2 separate regions of the Mus musculus genome follow, and region 2 is linked to region 1. The links are chromatin contacts, called in public HiChIP or PLAC-seq maps. All regions are on one chromosome and are shown on one strand. The core of a region is the stretch at or near the end of the contact, and the rest is flanking DNA. Distances in the headings are between cores, read along the strand shown. Region 1 has its middle 11 kb from the start of Exo5. Region 2 overlaps Ppt1 (palmitoyl-protein thioesterase 1).

Evidence for each region. HiChIP or PLAC-seq counts read pairs in DNA pulled down with a chosen protein or histone mark.
Region 2: an SMC1A HiChIP or PLAC-seq map of large pre-B cells shows a contact between it and region 1, with 10 times the contacts expected there. The contact joins two enhancer-like sites. A contact is called at or near these places in 11 of 39 promoter capture datasets (the 3T3-L1 cell line, 3T3-L1-derived adipocytes, the C10 cell line and 7 more), 1 of 15 datasets of contacts at CTCF or cohesin (large pre-B cells) and 2 of 115 datasets of contacts at active chromatin or transcription factors (acute myeloid leukemia and large pre-B cells).

The regions. Positions count from the first base shown.
Region 1 is chr4:120,912,375-120,916,412 of GRCm38.p6, forward strand. No RefSeq gene overlaps it. Among named protein-coding and RNA genes, the nearest start is that of Exo5, 11 kb to the right of the region's middle. Within about 2 kb of position 1,712, at least 65 of the 459 cell types and tissues checked have an H3K27ac peak or open chromatin away from gene starts, as enhancers often do. A contact at or near this core is called in acute myeloid leukemia and hematopoietic stem and progenitor cells, where this site is marked.
Region 2 is chr4:122,851,965-122,855,851 of GRCm38.p6, forward strand. Ppt1 (palmitoyl-protein thioesterase 1) reads left to right here. Exons shown (of 9, transcript NM_008917.3): 6 at 1,627-1,717; 7 at 2,416-2,514; 8 at 3,842-3,887. Among named protein-coding and RNA genes, the nearest start is that of Ppt1, 18 kb to the left of the region's middle. Within about 2 kb of position 1,882, at least 83 of the 459 cell types and tissues checked have an H3K27ac peak or open chromatin away from gene starts, as enhancers often do. A contact at or near this core is called in acute myeloid leukemia and hematopoietic stem and progenitor cells, where this site is marked.

The DNA.
Region 1 (4,038 bases), core at 462-2,961:
ACTGTACATATGAGAGATGGAGCTTACTGGCCAGCCAGTCTAGCCAAAACCAGTGAGTTCCAGGTTCAGTTAGAGACCCAGTCTCAAGAGAATAAAATGGAGCTGAGCATGGTGGTACACACCTTTAATCCTAGCACTCAGGAGGCATCAGCTGGCAGATGTCTGAGTCTGAGGCCAGCCTGGTCTACAGAGTAAGTTCCTGATCAGCTAGGGCTACACAGCGAAATTCTATCTTAAAATAAATAAATAAGCAAGATCTTGTCTCAAACAGAACAACAACAACAACAACAAAAAGGCAAAACAAAAAAACCAAAAAATCAAAGATACACAAATAGGCTAATATGTTTGCCAGTGCACTAATTAGTGGTGTTTGCCCAACACCACTAATTATTAGTGCAATGTAAATCAAAGTTACCGTGAGACACTGCTTCATACCTATAGAGATGGCCACTATCAATATCAATGCATGGAAAACAATAAACATTATAAGGACTAAAAGAAATTGGAACTCTGATGCTTTGTGGGTGGAAATTGAAAGCAATAGAGTATGGCAGGCAGGTACTCAGAATATTAGAAGACCAAAGGTCCAATAATTCTTTTTTGTGGGGCAGTGGACTGTGCCAGGAAACTTGGTAAGGTTGAGTGGGTTCAGAACCGCTGGCATCCACCTGAGGACAGTAGGAGTTCCCTACTCCTGACCAGATTCCTGGCCTGGAACACGTGACCACAACTCCACACAGAAGAACGTGGCCTAGCACAAAACACAAAGTTCTGCACGCTAATGAGGTATCTAGATGGACCCTGAGGGTTTGGCCAATGAAGCTTCCCTTCCCAGACTAAGTTCCTTCCTGCAAAAGGTATGCAAAATCTCTGGTCCACCCTGAGGAAAGGGTATGTCCCTAGTCTCCACGATGAATAATCAATGGAACCAAGGACTGCCTCTCTTATCAAGAAGGGAGGGAGGGAGGGAGGGAGGGAGGGAGGGAGGGAGGGAGGGAGGGAGGGAGGGAGGGAGGAAGCCTTTGTTGCACAGAGCTGCAGCCTGAGTCTCCAGCACAAGATCCCTCCTCCATCCTGGACAGTTGCCACTAAGCTAAACCTGAGTTCCCTCTCCCATACCCCCACCCCCTCCCCACCCCCTGACCTCTTCACAGGCCCAGGGCCGTTTGTATGCCCAGGAGCTTGGGAACCCCCGACTCCTCAACTCTTCGTTCAGCCTCAGCTTGGCTGAGGTCCCCTCCTAGGCTGCATTCTCCTACCCCTTGAGCAGTGCATTGGAGCTTCCTGCAAGCCCATCACCTGCTGTCGGTGTAGGGTAAAATACAGCCTAGCGTTCTATGGTTCTTCTGCCTGAGTAGAGTTCACACACCCGGGCAGTGAGGTGGAACGTGGGACCACACTTTTTCTGGGTTCATACCCAAAACAATTGAAAGTGGGGTTTCGAGGAGACATTTGCACATCCAGGTTCCACAGTAGTGTCAGTCACAATATATAAAACATGGGCAAAATCCAAGGGCCCATTGACAGATGAATGGGTAAGCCAGATGTGTGCTTCCCATAGAATAAAATTCTGTCCCATTGTGAAACAGGAAGTTCTGACACATTTGACTGTGCTAATGAGAATTAAGGATACTCTGTAAAGTAAGCCAGTCACAAAAAGATAAGAGCAGTGTGACCCCACTAAGTGACTTGCTAGGACCTGGGAGGAGCAGGAAGTGATGCCACAGGGGAGTTTCGGTTCTTGTGAGATGGACAGAATTACAGACAGAGACAGCTGTACACCAACACCAGTGACCTGGACACTGAAAATAATGAAGATTTGATCCAGATCTCCCTGAGGAAAAAAAAAAGGCAGATTATATGCTAAGCATATTTCAACAATAATGAGAGAAACTGGGAAAAACTGAATACAAGAATACAAGTAAAATAGATAAAATAAGCAATTCTTTGCATTTATGTCCCCATGATGGGGACACAGGTTTCAGTGGGTGGGAGTGGTTAATCAGGGCCTAGAATTTACATGTCAAATACTACTTAGGGCATTCTACAGTCTAAACACATATGCTCTGTGAATTGTTTTTGCTTTGTATTTTGGGAAAGGGTCTCATGTAGTCCAGGCTGGCTCTAACTCACTATGACGTCATCAGTGGCCTTGTACTTCTGATCCTCCTGCCCCTGCCTCTCCAGTGCAGGTACCACAGTGCTTGGGGTTTCCATGATGCTGGAGATTAAACCCAGGGCTTTGCTGGAGGCTAAGCAAGCATCTGCTAACTGAGCCGCAACCCTGGTCCCTCCTGTGGCCTCTTCTAAGAAAGCAGAAGTAAGCTGTTTCTACCCTATTCCAGAGAATTACATTGAGCTCAAGTGACTGCACTAGATGGCTTTCTGTAGCTGTAGCAAAACACGGAGATCATCAGTTTTAAAGTAGGAAGATTTGTTTTGGCTTTCCTCATCAGAGGTTTCAGCCCCAACTCTCAGGGCTCTGCTGCTTTGGTCAGCAGTGTACCTGGCCGAGGAGTCCATGGCAGTCAGAAAGCAGAGAGGACAGGGCCGGTATACCACAGACCCCCTCAAGGACACGCTCCAGTAACTTAACTTCTTCCCATGAAGCCCCAAGTATGATCTTTGAGAAAAACAAGGCAGTGGCATTAACCGCCAAGTCCCTAAAGTACCCTTTCTGTTCCCAAGGTTTTCGGGCAGTCAAGGGGACAATGGCAGGCAGGGTGAAGCCAGACTGTCCAGTTGAGGTGAAGCTCTCTTACCTCCATGGGAGCCAGAGGAGTAGCCTTATCAGAAGAGGAGAGCGACTTCCCACACAGGCTAAGTCAGCTGTTCCTTAGATTGCTGGTCATCCGAGGACAAAGCAGGCTGGGAAACCAAGGATGCGGCTGCTTGGGCAGTTTAATGCCTCTCTTCCTGTGGCGAGCAGGGCAATAAAAAACGGATTGCTGAGAAGAAAAGCGCTACTGGTCCAGCGTGGGCCACAGACTTCCTAAGCTTCAGTAAACCTTGTGGCTGGTAGGCAGCTTTTGGGTGTTTTCGTTAGTCTCAGTGATCTTTCCCATCCTGCCCTGCAGAACTAGTTTGGCTGTGCTGTGGACACCGCTCTCCTCACACCACACCCTAGTTATACCAGCAGTGGGTCTTGCCACCTCCCAATAATGCCATAAGCTGGCAACCGAGCTTTTCACCTTTGGGAAACTTGTAAGATCTAAATCATAGCAAGTGGTGGTGGCGCACTGGGGAAGCAGAGGCATGTAGGTTCTATGAGTTCAAGGCCAGCCTGTTCTACAGAGTGAGTTCCGGGATAGCTAAGACTACACAGAGAAAAACCTGTCTTGAAAAGTTAAAAAGAAGAAGAAGGAGTAGAAGAAGGAGAAGGAAGAAAGGAGGGAAGGAGGGAAGGAGGGAAGGAGGGAAGGAGGGAAGGAGGGAAGGAGGGAAGGAGGGAAGGAGGGAAGGAGGGAAGGGGAAGGGAAGGGAAAAAGATACAACCCATAAACATGCACAAGCCCCTGGGCACGTTTTAGGAGACTGATGACTGATGCTTGTTGGGAAACACATCAGGGAATCCAGTGTCTGCGTTCTCAGGACAGCGCTATCCTAACCCATTTAAGGGACTCTTTGGAGCTGAGGCTGTACAGAGCTGAACACAGTGTGGTCTGACTCAGGAGCAGAGCTGGCTTTAGGAAGCCCGTGAGTCCCTGCCCATGTCAGCTCCTCCTCTCTGCCAGCACATTTGGCACCCTGTTCTGGTGAGGACCAGCACTCACCACACGAGACGTGTCCCCTCTGAGGGCGCCTTGAGAGATCATCTTAATACAGTTTCTTAGCCCCTCCTGGCCCCCGCTAGGACAGCTGAACGTTTCGCTCCTTAGGCAGGAGAAGACCAAGAGGTTACTGGGAAGGCGAGCCCAAGCAGGGGTCTCAGCTGCCCAAGCTTGCAGGTGTGCCTGAGCTGAGGCGCTCTAGCCTCTTGTTTCGTATTGAGGACATTTTCTCCTGGTTAATAGGGGACAGAGGACTGGGCCGTATACC
Region 2 (3,887 bases), core at 632-3,131, 1.9 Mb after region 1:
GATCAGTTAGCCTTTCCCAATCTACTTCTCAGTGGTACAAGTAAGTAGTGAGAGTATACACTGGTTCTCCTTCTGTTTCACAAACCTCGTCCCCCTCCCCCTTCCTCTCTCCCTCCTCCTCCTCCTCTTCCTCCCAGGCCCCTCTGCTTCTGCCTATCCTCAGGCCTCCTCTGGGCTGTACCACTTACATCAAGCTCCTTGCAGTGGGATGTCCCTGTATCTTCCTGTCCTCTCCTCTTAGCTGTCTCATTTTGATGGCAAAAGCTTAGGTGATGATCAGCTTCATGCTCATCCTTAGTCATCGGCCTCCTGAAATTCTAGGCCACTGAAATTCTGGGTCACAAATTTGGACCCAGCTTGACTGGGGCCAAAGACTTTCCTCACCGTCACTTTGCATTATTGAGCGAGCCATGATCAATCACCCGGGAAAGTTGTGTGATGTTTTTACCCCCCACCCCCTGCAGTCTTCTCACCACTCCAGCCTCTAGCACAGCTTGTCTCACACCCTGTATGGGCTAGCAGACCCTTAGTATAGAGTATCTTACTGTCTTATCAAGGGCCTTAGGATCCTATGGGGGGAAAGTAGTGAGCAGCAGTACTGATGGTAGGTAGTATTTTATATGTGTTCACAGTCTATCTGTGTTTGCAGAGCTGAGGATCAAACCCAGAGTCGTGTGCAGGTCAGACAAATACTATTATCTGGGAACTATACCTTTAACCCTGAATTTTATTTATTTATATACTAGATATTTTTCTTCTCTGTTTGGGTGTTTTATTAGCATGTATGTATGCACACCATGTGCAGGCCTGGTGCCCAGGAAGCCAGAAAGTGGCACTGGATCCCCAGGAACTGCAGTTATAGATGGTTGTGAGCCACCATGCGAGTAGGGAGAGATCAAACCCAGATCCTCTGGAGGAGCAGCCAGTACTCTTAACCACTGAGCCATTTCTTCAGCTCCTAGCCCTTAATTTTTAAGTATCAGTGAAGTTAAACATTTTAGGACTTCCAAATACTTTTTTTTTTTCACGACAGGGTCTCATATTAGCCCAGACTGACCTCAGACTTGCTCTGTAGCTGAAGATAACCTTGAACTTCTGAACCCTATGCCTCTACCTCCCATGTGCTGCTACTACAGGCAGCCACCACCACATCTGGCTCCAAACACATTTATCAACAGATTGGAAAGGGTCATTCTGATAACTGGTAGTCACTCTGAGCTGGCTCAGCCTCCATTCCAGCCTGAGGAAGACGAGGAAAAGGATAACAATGGAGAGGAAGAGACAAAAGGCGGCTGAGTCTTATAGGATAAAGAGGAAGCAAAGGAGAGTGGGAGAAGTGGAACTGTGAGAAGGGACAGCCTAGACCACCATATTAGAAGGTCAAATATTGATGAATCTCTTCCCCAATTCTTCGGCCTTTCTGTATCTGCCAAATGGCCTGTCGTTCTCCCAGCAAGATATTTTGTTGACAGGTCTAAGAAGTATTCCCTATTAGAAGGTTAGACCTGGGACTTCAGGCTTTGGTTTTTCATCCTTTTGAAGTCTCTTGGTTGCCTAGACACTGGAGTATGTTCCAGGCATACTGACTGAAAGCACCCAGTCACCTTCATTCCTTCTCTTTCTCAGCCTGGTGCAAGCACAGTACTGGCATGACCCTATCAAGGAGAGTGTGTACCGAAACTACAGCATCTTCTTGGCAGACATAAATCAAGAGAGGGTAAGAGCCCAAATAGGCTCCCATGGCTAGACCTTCCTTTCTGGCCATCAGAAATCAGCAGTGGCTAGTTACAAAAAAATACCCTGAGCAGAAGCCAGGAACCATGGGTTTTGTTTGTGTGTGGCAGTGCTCACTGAGTTTCAGTTCCTTTCAGGGTGGCTGGGCTGGAACTCATCTGACTCTCCTCCTCCCTGAAGTCCCCCCCCCCTTCCTTTATGTTGACATATTACAATAGGTGGCAAGCTGGGCAATGTGGAAATTTACAGCTGCTGTCTTCACAAACGACATTCTTCCAGGTGGGGCCCTTTAGAGCGGGTTTTCTCAGAAAAGACTTACTTGAGAGACTCAGGGAAGGGCATAGACTGTGCCCAGGCATGAGCATGGTTTGGGACATTCTGGTAAACTTAACGGTTCATTTTATATGATGGCCAGCTTGAGGGTGTTTGTTGTTTTAAGCAAAAAAAAAAAAAAGTTGAAGCAGATAACAAACAGAACAAAGGACAGAATCAAATGCCAGCGCCACCCAGAATTCTTCTTATTTTGTCATGTTTGAAGCCTATGACCTAAATGAGTAAGGTATATAGAGAGAGAGTGGACAGAACCCAGCCCATGGCTGATGACATGCCAGTCAGACAGGTTTTAAGGAAAGGCTGAACTTGACAATAGTGACCCTGCATGACTGTCCCCTCTAATTCCAGTGTGTCAATGAGTCCTACAAGAAGAACCTGATGGCCCTCAAGAAGTTTGTGATGGTGAAATTCTTTAATGATTCCATTGTGGACCCTGTCGACTCTGAGGTGAGACATGTCCACAGAGTACCAAGAGATTGTAGGAGGTCAATGATTCTGACCATAGCTGCTTTGTGGGCAAAACCTGGTCTCACAGCCAGCCTTCACCTGTGAACAAGGTGTCCCATAAATGAGATACCAAATCGGCTGCAATCCCCTAGTTGTACCGAGAAATTTATGAAAAAGTTATGTGGTTACATTCTGTGGAGGAAGGGCTTATGGGCCTGCCTTGATTCAGAATGACCAATCTTTCCAGCTTCGTCACCTCTATTTTAGTACTTGGAATGTCTTAAGCCTCTCTCACATGCCTTGTCTTTTGAGAGCTTCTCCCTGGCTTCTCCATCCGACTACTCCTGTTCTTTGTTCAGGCCACATACATCGTTCCTCTAGGACACCATCCCTACTCCCAGATTTTGGTTCCCTCCTTTTGGAAGGGTCCTCGTAGTTTGGTCTAGCCTTGAACCCAAAGTGATCCTTCTCACCCTCTTGAGTGCCAGGATGACAGGTGTGAGAAACCGCCAGCTGCTTCTGCATTTGAAGCCACAAACTGAAGCTCTGTCCACACTGTCAGATCACAGGGGAAGAGGGGAAGGCAGCCTAGGGGCCAAATTTCACTATATTTTTGAATGGCCTGTGAGCTCAGAATTTCTACATATATAGAGAAAACATTTACAATATTTTATCTGTGAACACTATTTGAAAGCCAAATTTCCATGTCTATACAAGCCTTTCATTAGAAAAGCCCTACTCTCTTCTCACACACTCTGTTGCTCCTTTTGTGTCATGGTGGCAAGTGAGTAGCCACAACCATGTTGATATAATCTGGCCTCAACAGAAGTCTACTGACCCAGTGCTATACAATGAATTGGTTCTGTGCCTTCTAGACTAGGAGGCTTCATGGGAAGGGGGCTTGTGTATTCACCCTTGAATGATTGGGGCAGCACAGGGACTTTCAGGGCTGATACACTCAAGGAAGGAAACACAAGTTCCAGAGATATGGAAAATTTTAGGATTAGCTCATCCCTTGGGATTGACCTTTAAAATGAGCTAACTCAAGACACATCTTTATGTTATGCATGATGACACATGCCTATAGCTCTAGCATTCAAGAGGCTCAGACAGATAGCCTGCGAGGTCAAAACCAACCTAGGCTACACAAGTGAGTTCCAGGTCACCTAAACCAAAAACCCCCTTCCCATTCTTCCTTCTTGCTTGCTGTCAGATCTATTACAATGTTCATTTTGCTGGTAGTTTTAGGTACTAGCTAGCCTCAAATGATTTTTGCAAGTGTGCTGGGTGCATGATCTGACCTGGCTTTCTTCCTTCTCTCCTGAAGTGGTTTGGATTTTACAGAAGTGGCCAAGCTAAGGAAACCATTCCCC